Regions from separate parts of the Clupea harengus genome. Here region 2 is linked to region 1. A link is a contact called in public Hi-C data. All regions are on one chromosome and are shown on one strand. Each heading gives the region's core, a stretch centred on a gene start, on an enhancer-like site or on the middle of the called end of the contact. The rest is flanking DNA. Distances are from core to core; before and after follow the strand shown.

Region 1 (4,274 bases), core at 565-3,064:
GCTCTCACCCTTTCATTCCAGCCACACCCCGTCTCCGCTTCCGGTCGGACTCTGCTTAGGGCCTGCTGCACGGTGCTCCGCTGGCGCCCTGCTTTAGTCATTGTTTGTTGCGATCGTTAGTTTGACGCGATCTACCCGGTTGGGTTTAGTGTAAAGTTAATATTTTACTTTATGTTTATTATAGAACTGGTGGTGTCTGGTGGTGTGTTTTTGGCACGCTTTAAGCTTTGTTTAGGTTCAGAGTAGGGAGATTCCCGGAAGACTCACCACACTCCTATGTCCTTTTGTTTGAACGGGAGTTTAGATCCCCCTTTTGATTTCTACGCAGACTGTGTGAGGGTTTGCTTTCTCTTTTGTTATTCGTTATTTTCGCCACCACCATGTTCTTGCCTTAATTCTTGAGTTGTCAATAAATATATCACATTTCACCGTCACCATTTCTCTTGGCTCGTTTATGTTATGTTTGCCATTTCTTTAAGTTGATGGTATCGTAACAATCATACTGTGTGAACATCATAAAATGTGTTAGCCTTTGTTTGGTAAATCGAGGTTAAGATAGGCCTACAAAGAGTGATCTGGAGATCGATTTTAAACTGTGAGATATTAAAGTTGAGTCTAAACAATCTCATCATTTAAATCCCTTTTATCTGCCCAAATGGTCAGCAACAGGAGATAACTCTCCCTCCCCTCGCCCCCCCCCCCTCTAGCCCTGCCACTGCCTCTTTGCCTTAGCCTTTTTCTTCTTGAAAGAGCTTCTTATATCCATCATCTTCAAGTCTCGCCTTAGTGGAGTAGCTAGATCTGCAGCGTTTTTGATCAACGATATCGTATTTTTCTAACTGGCTTTAACGCATAGTAATTGAAATGACAGGTGAATAAATGAATCCGGGGCTATTTATTTGTATTCTTATGTTTGTAAAAAAAATAATATCCAGGCCTATTTATAAAACCTCCGGGGCTGTAGACCATGCTTCAGGATGACGTGTCACCCTACACACTCCATATTTGAGTCCACTCCTCCAGGGACGGTCCCTGCATTACGCTGTCCTCGTCTCAAGTGATTTGCCTCAGTGCTTTGTCCAGCACTCAGAGTGTGGACTGGCTGGAGGGCCTCTGGAGCTAAAGGGAGCCAAGGGGACAGAGCCGAGAGCCCCTGCCTGTGTTTCAGTGGTGTTGCAGGACTCCGGTGCTGAGCTTGAGAAAGGGATTGGGGGGCGATGGGGGAGTACTAAGCACCCTCTCCTGACCTCAATCTGCCAGCCAGGCTGGGCACACACACACACACACACACACACAAACATACACACACAAACATACACACACACACAGACACACACTCCTCTCTCTCCCCTCGTTATTACTCAGCTTCGGTAGAACCTCCCCGTCTACCCCCAGCCCCCCCACCCCCCCCAGCCCTACTGTCTTTGACGGAGTTTGAATGGCGGCTCTTGAAAGCCCACAGCGAGAAGGATTAGTTGTGGTCTTCAAAAGACCGCGTTGTCCTCTGTGGGCACTCTGGGAGACGTGTCCTCATGTGTCCTCAGGAAGATGCACCAGTCTCCTTGCCCAAGTAACCGTCCTCTCGATCTGGTTTATCAGTGGCACATGAGTGAGAAATGGAGGGGAAAAGTGAGGTGGTCTGGGTAATGCTAAATGCACACTCACCCCACCCATGTTGGCTTTGTGCTGTTGGGACTGTAGGTTGGGGGGGGGGAAGGCTGTGCAGAAGGGGTTCTTTTGTTTCTGTGCTTTGTGGACAATAGCACAGTGCTCAGCCTCTCCCTCCTCCATGCTAAACACGAGCAGAGTGAGCTCATCACATTTCAAGGAATCTCCCAAGGCCTCGGCCTGCTCTCAGAATGCCCGTGTGTGTGAATGAAGAGTGCCCCCTGCTGGCGAATGTCTGCCAGTTTATGTGAAAACCTCAGTCACAATGACAGAACATTTAGTTACCTTTCAGACATGCATTCATTTGAGAAAAAATGTGAATGAATGTTTCTTTCTTCCATTTCCTTCTCATTCTGATTTACTGCAGTTCCATCTCAAGAAGCTGAACTGTGTTTCCCATCAAGGCTCAGGCTCTGTTGCACTTTTATGGTCCCTCTTTATGGTATATATGATATAAGTCCAATCCTAACTCTCTTTTTCCTCTTTCAGAGGATGTTCTCAGCAAGGACGCTGGAGAGTGTGCAATCTGCCTGGAGGAGCTGGTGCAAGGGGACACCATCGCCCGCCTGCCCTGCCTCTGCATCTACCACAAAGGGTGAGGAGCTCACGCTCACGCTCCCTCTCATCAGTCTGATTCAGTCTCAGACCCCTCTTTCTCTTGTCTCTCTCCTGTCATTTTGGAGGAAAGTCAAACAGTTCCATTATTCAGCCAGCATAATTACGAAGTAATAATATTGAATATACTAAATTTCAGCTTGGCACATAGATGTGTTCTGAGTCATTGCCTACAAGTAATTATTATGAAGAAAAACCTAAAAAATCTCCAGAAGATCTCCACTGTAGATGATGGTAGATGGTAGATGACAATGTTTGTGTGTGTGTGTTTGTGTGTGTGTGTGTGTGACCTATTCTCCCTTCTGACCTTTTCTCCCTGCCTTTGTTCTCCTGGTCAGGTGCATTGACGAATGGTTCGAGGTAAACAGGTCATGTCCGGAGCACCCCTCTGACTGAGGAGCCGCTGCTCTTTTGCACAGGTGAGCTGGCAGCACTGGTGTCTGGGCTCCCATGGTCAGAGAAAAAGAGGAAGGAGGGTGCCCAGCTGCTTGCATAATCACAAAACTGCAGAAAACGGAAAGCTGCAGCTCTTTTGAAACTAGTTTTAAAGGTTGCTGAGACATGTTACTTCTCCTTTCCTGCACAAGTGATTTTGTGGTTTTGTGTGTGTGTGTTTGTGCGTTTCTGCATTTCTGTGTGTGTGTGTTTCTGTGTGTGTGTGTGTGTGTGTGTGTGTGTGTGTGTGTGTGTGTGTTTCTGTGTTTCTGTGTGTGTGTGTTTCTCTGTGTGTGTGTTTCTGTGTATAAATCTTGTCTATCTATTCATTCATGTTCCTCTCTTGTCCTAGGTCCTGAACTTCCTGGTGCAGACAGAGCGATCTGCTCCTGTAACAGATAGCAATGTGAATCCCTTTCCCCTCGGCCTGCCGCCCCTTCAGACTGCTGTGACACTGTGACCGCAGCCGTGTACCTGGCAGAGGTGGAGTCGGCCTCCACCCTCCACTCCTCTCTTCCGTAGCAACCTCTCTCCCCATGTCTCTTTTTCTCTCTCTCTGCTTTTTCACTTGTCACTGTTAGAACAACCTTCCACCTTCCTCTGTGCCAAAAACTCTCTCAAGTAATCTTCAGGGAAACAAACACACACACACCTATCTATGCTGTTGGACTCCAGCTCTCGCTCGAGGACCTCGCGTCTCCTTTCCTGATATGACGTGACGGGGGCCTCCATGTTGATCTAACTCTGAGGAGACCGGTGTCTGACTGGAGGTTCTCTCTCCTGGAGTGAAATGAAACATCTCTACTGCACAAGAGTTGATCTGAGAAGAGAAGAGGAGAAGAAAAGAGAAGAGAAGAGGAATCAACCAGTCTTCAACCACCACGCCACCATTACGGGTGACCATAGATTTGAATTTTTCAAGTGCCACCCTCAGACGGCCAGAGCGGCCTATCACTGACTTCACCTCATAGACAGAGCACCTGTGATTGGCTACTCTGCCTCCAGCTGGACAGCAGATCTGAGATTTCTCCCGCCTGATTGTACACTGGGACCGTCACTCAACAGGCGTGGTGTTGATGGGAAGAGGGGCGGGTTGGGAGCAGAGGGAAGGGAGTTGAGGGGGATTGCCTGAAGCTTTTCTTCCTCAGTCTCCTCTTCCTCTTCCGCCTCCTCCTCCTCGGTGACACCAGCTGCGTCTACCAGTGCCTTTACGTTGGGATCCACAGGGCCTGAGTTGCTGCTGCTGTGGCTGTGGCTGTGGCTGACCTTTAACTCCTTGACCCTTGACCCCAGAGCACAGGGCTGGGGCGACTCCTCTAGTGATGGAGAGGCTGCAGCACGTGGTCGTGCCCAGCCTTAAGTCAGCTTCTGTCATGTATTCCCTCTGTGCAGATGTCAGAAGAGACAGTCTCATGGCTGAATGTGACCCAACCCACCCCACCCCACCAATCTGTTACCGCACCCTCAAACACCCCACTCCACCCTTTCCCACCAGTCTGCAGTCCTCTCCCACTCTTCCTTCCCTTTCTCTGTCTTTCTCACTCTCTCTCTCTCTC
Region 2 (4,462 bases), core at 1,108-3,607, 82 kb before region 1:
ATACAGCCAAGAGACTAGCCAAGAGAAGTACAGCCGTGTTTTAGGCGCAGGAGTCTTTGTGAATATCAGTCCACCCATCTTTAGGGTTCATCATTCCCACTTTGTGAATATCAGTCCCCCCAGCTTTAGGGTTCGTCATTCCCACTTTATGTCTCGTCTGTTGTTTACCCTAATTCGTTATGTTTTATAAACATACCCCTATTGTTCAACAACAACCGATCTGTGTGTGTCTCCTCATTTACGTTACCGTTAGTGCAAGTTCGGCTGTAACAGACACAGACACACACATACACACATACACACATACACTCAAGCATACACACTAACACACAGAATACTAAGACATTTGCCCATACATGCTCCCTTTCTGAGCACTGCCCCCGGCTTCTATAAACAGTGTGTGGTGAGACAAGATATAAGCACATGATACAGGGAGAATGTCTGAGCATAAATCAGGCAGGCTGTAACACACACACACACACACACACACACACACACACACAGAAAAAGAGATTTACACCATTTTGCTTTTATTGGACCATCTTCACCTGCTGTGACTGTTTGATGTTTGCAGTGATGCAGCTTTTCCATGCTGTCAATGGAAAAGTACAGTAATTAGTTTGTGGTAACACAGCTGTGTGTGTGTGTGTGTGTGTGTGTGTGTGTGTGTGTGTGTGTGTGTGTGTCAGGAGAAAGATTATGCCCAAACAGGAGGCATGCTTGCTATAAAAATAGGAATGTAGCCAAGCCACTGCTGAACACCCCTGTGCCCTTGTGGACTCCACACACACACACACACACACACACACACACACACACGACATACACACACACACACACACACATTACCAGCAAACGCATCAGACACTGCAAGATTCCAAATGGACTCAAAAGCTGCATCATTCCACAGGACAGCAGTACACACCCCGTTGCAGGAGTGTTGGCTCTGGTGCACAGGCGCTCGCTCTGAGAGGGGGAGATGGAGGATGGGCCATATGCTGCGGCCATATGCAAGCTCTCAGGCATTGGCTACTGGGCGAACAGGTGATCAATTTTTCAACAACACTCGATGCTTGTTGGGTGAGCTTTTGTCGAGTGTTAGCAAGAGTGCAAGCTACAGAAAACTCCACATGGCGAGTTGTGTGTCTCTGAATGTGTGTGTGTGTGTGTGTGTGTGTGTGTGTGTGTGTGTGTGTGTGTGTGTGTGTGTGTGTGTGTGTGTGTGTGTGTGTGTGTGTGTGTGTGTGTGTGTGTGTCAGTGTCTGTGTGTGTATGAACATGGACTGTTGGAGGGTACTCCCTATGTACACAGCAAAGCGTACATTCTGACAGCCAACCATACACACACTTACACAGGGTCCATTCATGAGAACATATATTTCTATACATTTCTGAATTTTATCCTCCTCTCTTAATAGTCTTGAAGCTTTATGTTGAATACTATGAGAAACAGGAAACCACAGACATGTTTCACTTGTGTGTATCACACCATAGTGAAGGAAGTGCTTTCAGAACTCCAGTCTGCTCTCCTCGCTGTTTGTAGAGATCGTGTTATTGGCCCCTGATTTTCAATGATGTAGTAAAATATAATTTTTAAACATTCCTCTCTGAGCCATTCAAGCCATTCTGCCCATCTGAGTCTCACGGTGAGAGTCGTTGTGTTCACATTTATAGCTCACGAAGGTCTGGGAATGTTTCCTTCGAAGAATATAAAAAGGGTAATTAAGAATGCACTGCATTCACATTCACATTAGGTTCAGTGTGCAGTGTGCAGTGTGTTGGGTGATGGGTGTACAATTACGATTCAGCTTGGCAGAGTAAAGTGTGTGTGGTCTGAATGAAGATGAAAAGCCTTGGTCAGAGAGTGTCTGTTGAGCTAGTAAAACTTCTTTGCCTCTTTAATTACTGGCCTTTCAAGAGGCATTTCCTCTATTGAGCTTATAGGAGTGAATTCATTGTGTTCTCAGCATGCTTTGAAGCTGGCGGAATAGACAGCACTAGGGTGCTACCACATTTATCTTCAAGGCCATCACACACACACACACACATACGCACACACACACACACACACACACACACGCACGCACACACACACACACACACACACACACACGCACACATACACACACACACACAGAGAGAGAGAGAGAGAGATTTGCAAGGATGTGAATGTTCAAATGAATGCACTGATGGTCTAATGTCCAGATACATACATGTATACAGACACACTTTGCACATTTTAATGTTACATACACACAAACACCCTGTTGAATGAAACAGCTGAAACACTTGTTTTCTGAGTGCTGCATTGCCTGACAAACGACACACCATACCATCCAGAACTCTCGTGTTACATTCTCGCCGAACTGTCAGAATCCGTCCGCATGGTCTTACCGCTCAGTGCGCCCATAGGCGTGTTGTTATGGCAGTTCATGCCGCCTCGTCCGTGCCTTCCCCGTGCTGACGTCACCAGACGCACAACGAAATTGGTCCGCCCCCGAGTCCCTAGCTAGGCAACGCGGCAGCGCTGCACGTCTCCTGTCGGTGGTCAGGGCAATTTTTGCAACTGTCCTCCCCTTTACCCACTTGTACTTCCTCCATTTGAGCAGTTTCTGTGTCAGTCGTCGGCTGAGAGAGAAGCGTGGGGAGCGAGGCTCTCCACTTTCACGGGGTAAAGAGGCGGTATGGCGGAGCGGACGTTAGTTAGAAAACAACAGCCAAAGCACATGAAGCCAAAACAAGAAGGGAGACGAGTGAAGCTCCACCAGCTGGAAGGCAGCAACAACTAGCACGCACAGAAATCTTACGGAGCTTTTGAATTCGTTTAGAAAAGCAAAGTTTTTCGTGCATCATTTTCTTTGTTTCTATCTGTGTCGAATCCATTTGGACCTGATACTTTGTAGCTGTCAGTTTGTTTTAATTTTGTGCTTGTCTTCTTGGCGTTGCCAGTGTCATTGGGACTCGTGGTTTTTTTCTATGCTGTTGTTGTTGATACTTTGTCACAAGTCAAATTTCCCTCGAAAGTGTTATTTCTTAGCACAACTCTTTCCCAGCCGCCTCACCGGTTGAGCCCTTTAATAATTAAAAAGTAAATCCGTGGAAGAGTTGGCTTGACAGCAGTCGGCATGGGAGCCAAACAGAGCAGCCCTGCCGCCAACGGACGGATGAGGGCTTACTCGGGATCGGATCTGCCATCAAGCACATCAACTAGTAACGGAAACAGCCGGACTGCAGCCATGGGTATGAGGTACGCGTACGGCGGCACGGCTCACGGAGCCTCAGGTGCCACTGCCGCCTCGTCTCACCACATTGGCTCCCGCACGCGCTCTGTCGGGGGCAGCGGAGGCGGGTCGGGGACCAGACCTCAGTCTGGCATCAACATACCCAGCAGCAGGGCGTACAGCTCGCATGAATCTGGCAGCAGTACTCCGGAGGAGAGCGGCGGAGACAGCGACAGGTCAGGCGCGGTTCACGGAGGTCCCCGGTTGTTGATCGGATCTCTACCGGCACACCTCTCGCCTCATCTGTTCGGAGGTAAGGAAACGTTGGCTAAACAAAACAGCTCAGATAAAAAAACATGCAGAGCGCTATTTGGAGTTTGGTATGAAGGTTGTTTTAGAAAGCAGGTATGGCATGCCCATCATATGGAAACCAGACCTGTGGGTGGCTGTCAAAACGTACCTGAATAATGGCTTGGCCCTAAATGACTGCTGTTGAGATTGACTCGGGTTAAGTGGTGAGTTGACGCAACAGTTGTGCCTGTCAGTAGCACAATGACATCTCATCTAGTAGTAATACATTATTTCATATGCCCAATACCTGTCCCTCATCACCATCACCAGTAAACCAGACTCAAAATAAAACAAAACAAAACAAAGTATGTAAAATGTGCAAACATAAAAGTCCAATCCTGCAACCATTGCAACAGTGAGAGTCCCCACCAGCATCTGTCCTGCTCAGTAAGATAGATGTGACCAGGCTAACCTTGATTAGAGTCGCTAACGGAGTGCCATGGTTTGCCATGCCTACTCTGCCAACCCTGGTGGGATTACTCGAGTCTAGGAATGCACCAGATTAGTTTAGATTGGGTGACTACTATGCATCCCTTTGTTTCTGTGTGATGCCTGCTGGAGGTGTTTACCTCTTCACTCCCACAAGTGGCGGCAGGATTGGCAGTATTGATGAAGGAACTTCCCCTTGGTCTTGGCAGGTAAAGGTGAAACTGTACTAAACATTGCCATGCAGGTAGGGGTGGACTCGTGCCCCCTCCACACAGACACACACACAGACACACACACACACACACACACACACACACACACACACACACACACACACACACACACACACACTAACAGTTCCCTCTTTAATAACCATGAAAGCCACCACTGTGCTCTTACTGGATGAGAGGAATCAGCTGGAGAGGGCCGTGCAAAGGCTATATATGCCCTGCCTGAGGCGC

Evidence for each region. A called contact is a pair of places that touch in the nucleus more often than the background predicts.
Region 2: a Hi-C map of head shows a contact between it and region 1, with 6 times the contacts expected there. The contact joins the promoter of znrf2b here to the enhancer-like site in region 1. A contact is called at or near these places in 2 of 2 Hi-C or Micro-C datasets (head and muscle).

Annotation. Positions count from the first base shown.
Region 1 is chr11:16,487,436-16,491,709 of Ch_v2.0.2, reverse strand. It overlaps znrf2b (E3 ubiquitin-protein ligase znrf2), which reads left to right. Exons shown (of 5, transcript XM_012838748.3): 3 at 2,158-2,263; 4 at 2,622-2,702; 5 at 3,071-3,556. The coding sequence ends at 2,679. Among protein-coding and RNA genes, the nearest start is that of nod1, 15 kb to the right of the region's middle. Within about 2 kb of position 1,814, the one cell type or tissue checked has open chromatin away from gene starts, as enhancers often do.
Region 2 is chr11:16,570,109-16,574,570 of Ch_v2.0.2, reverse strand. It overlaps znrf2b (E3 ubiquitin-protein ligase znrf2), which reads left to right and starts at 2,357. Exons shown (of 5, transcript XM_012838748.3): 1 at 2,357-3,534. The coding sequence starts at 3,126.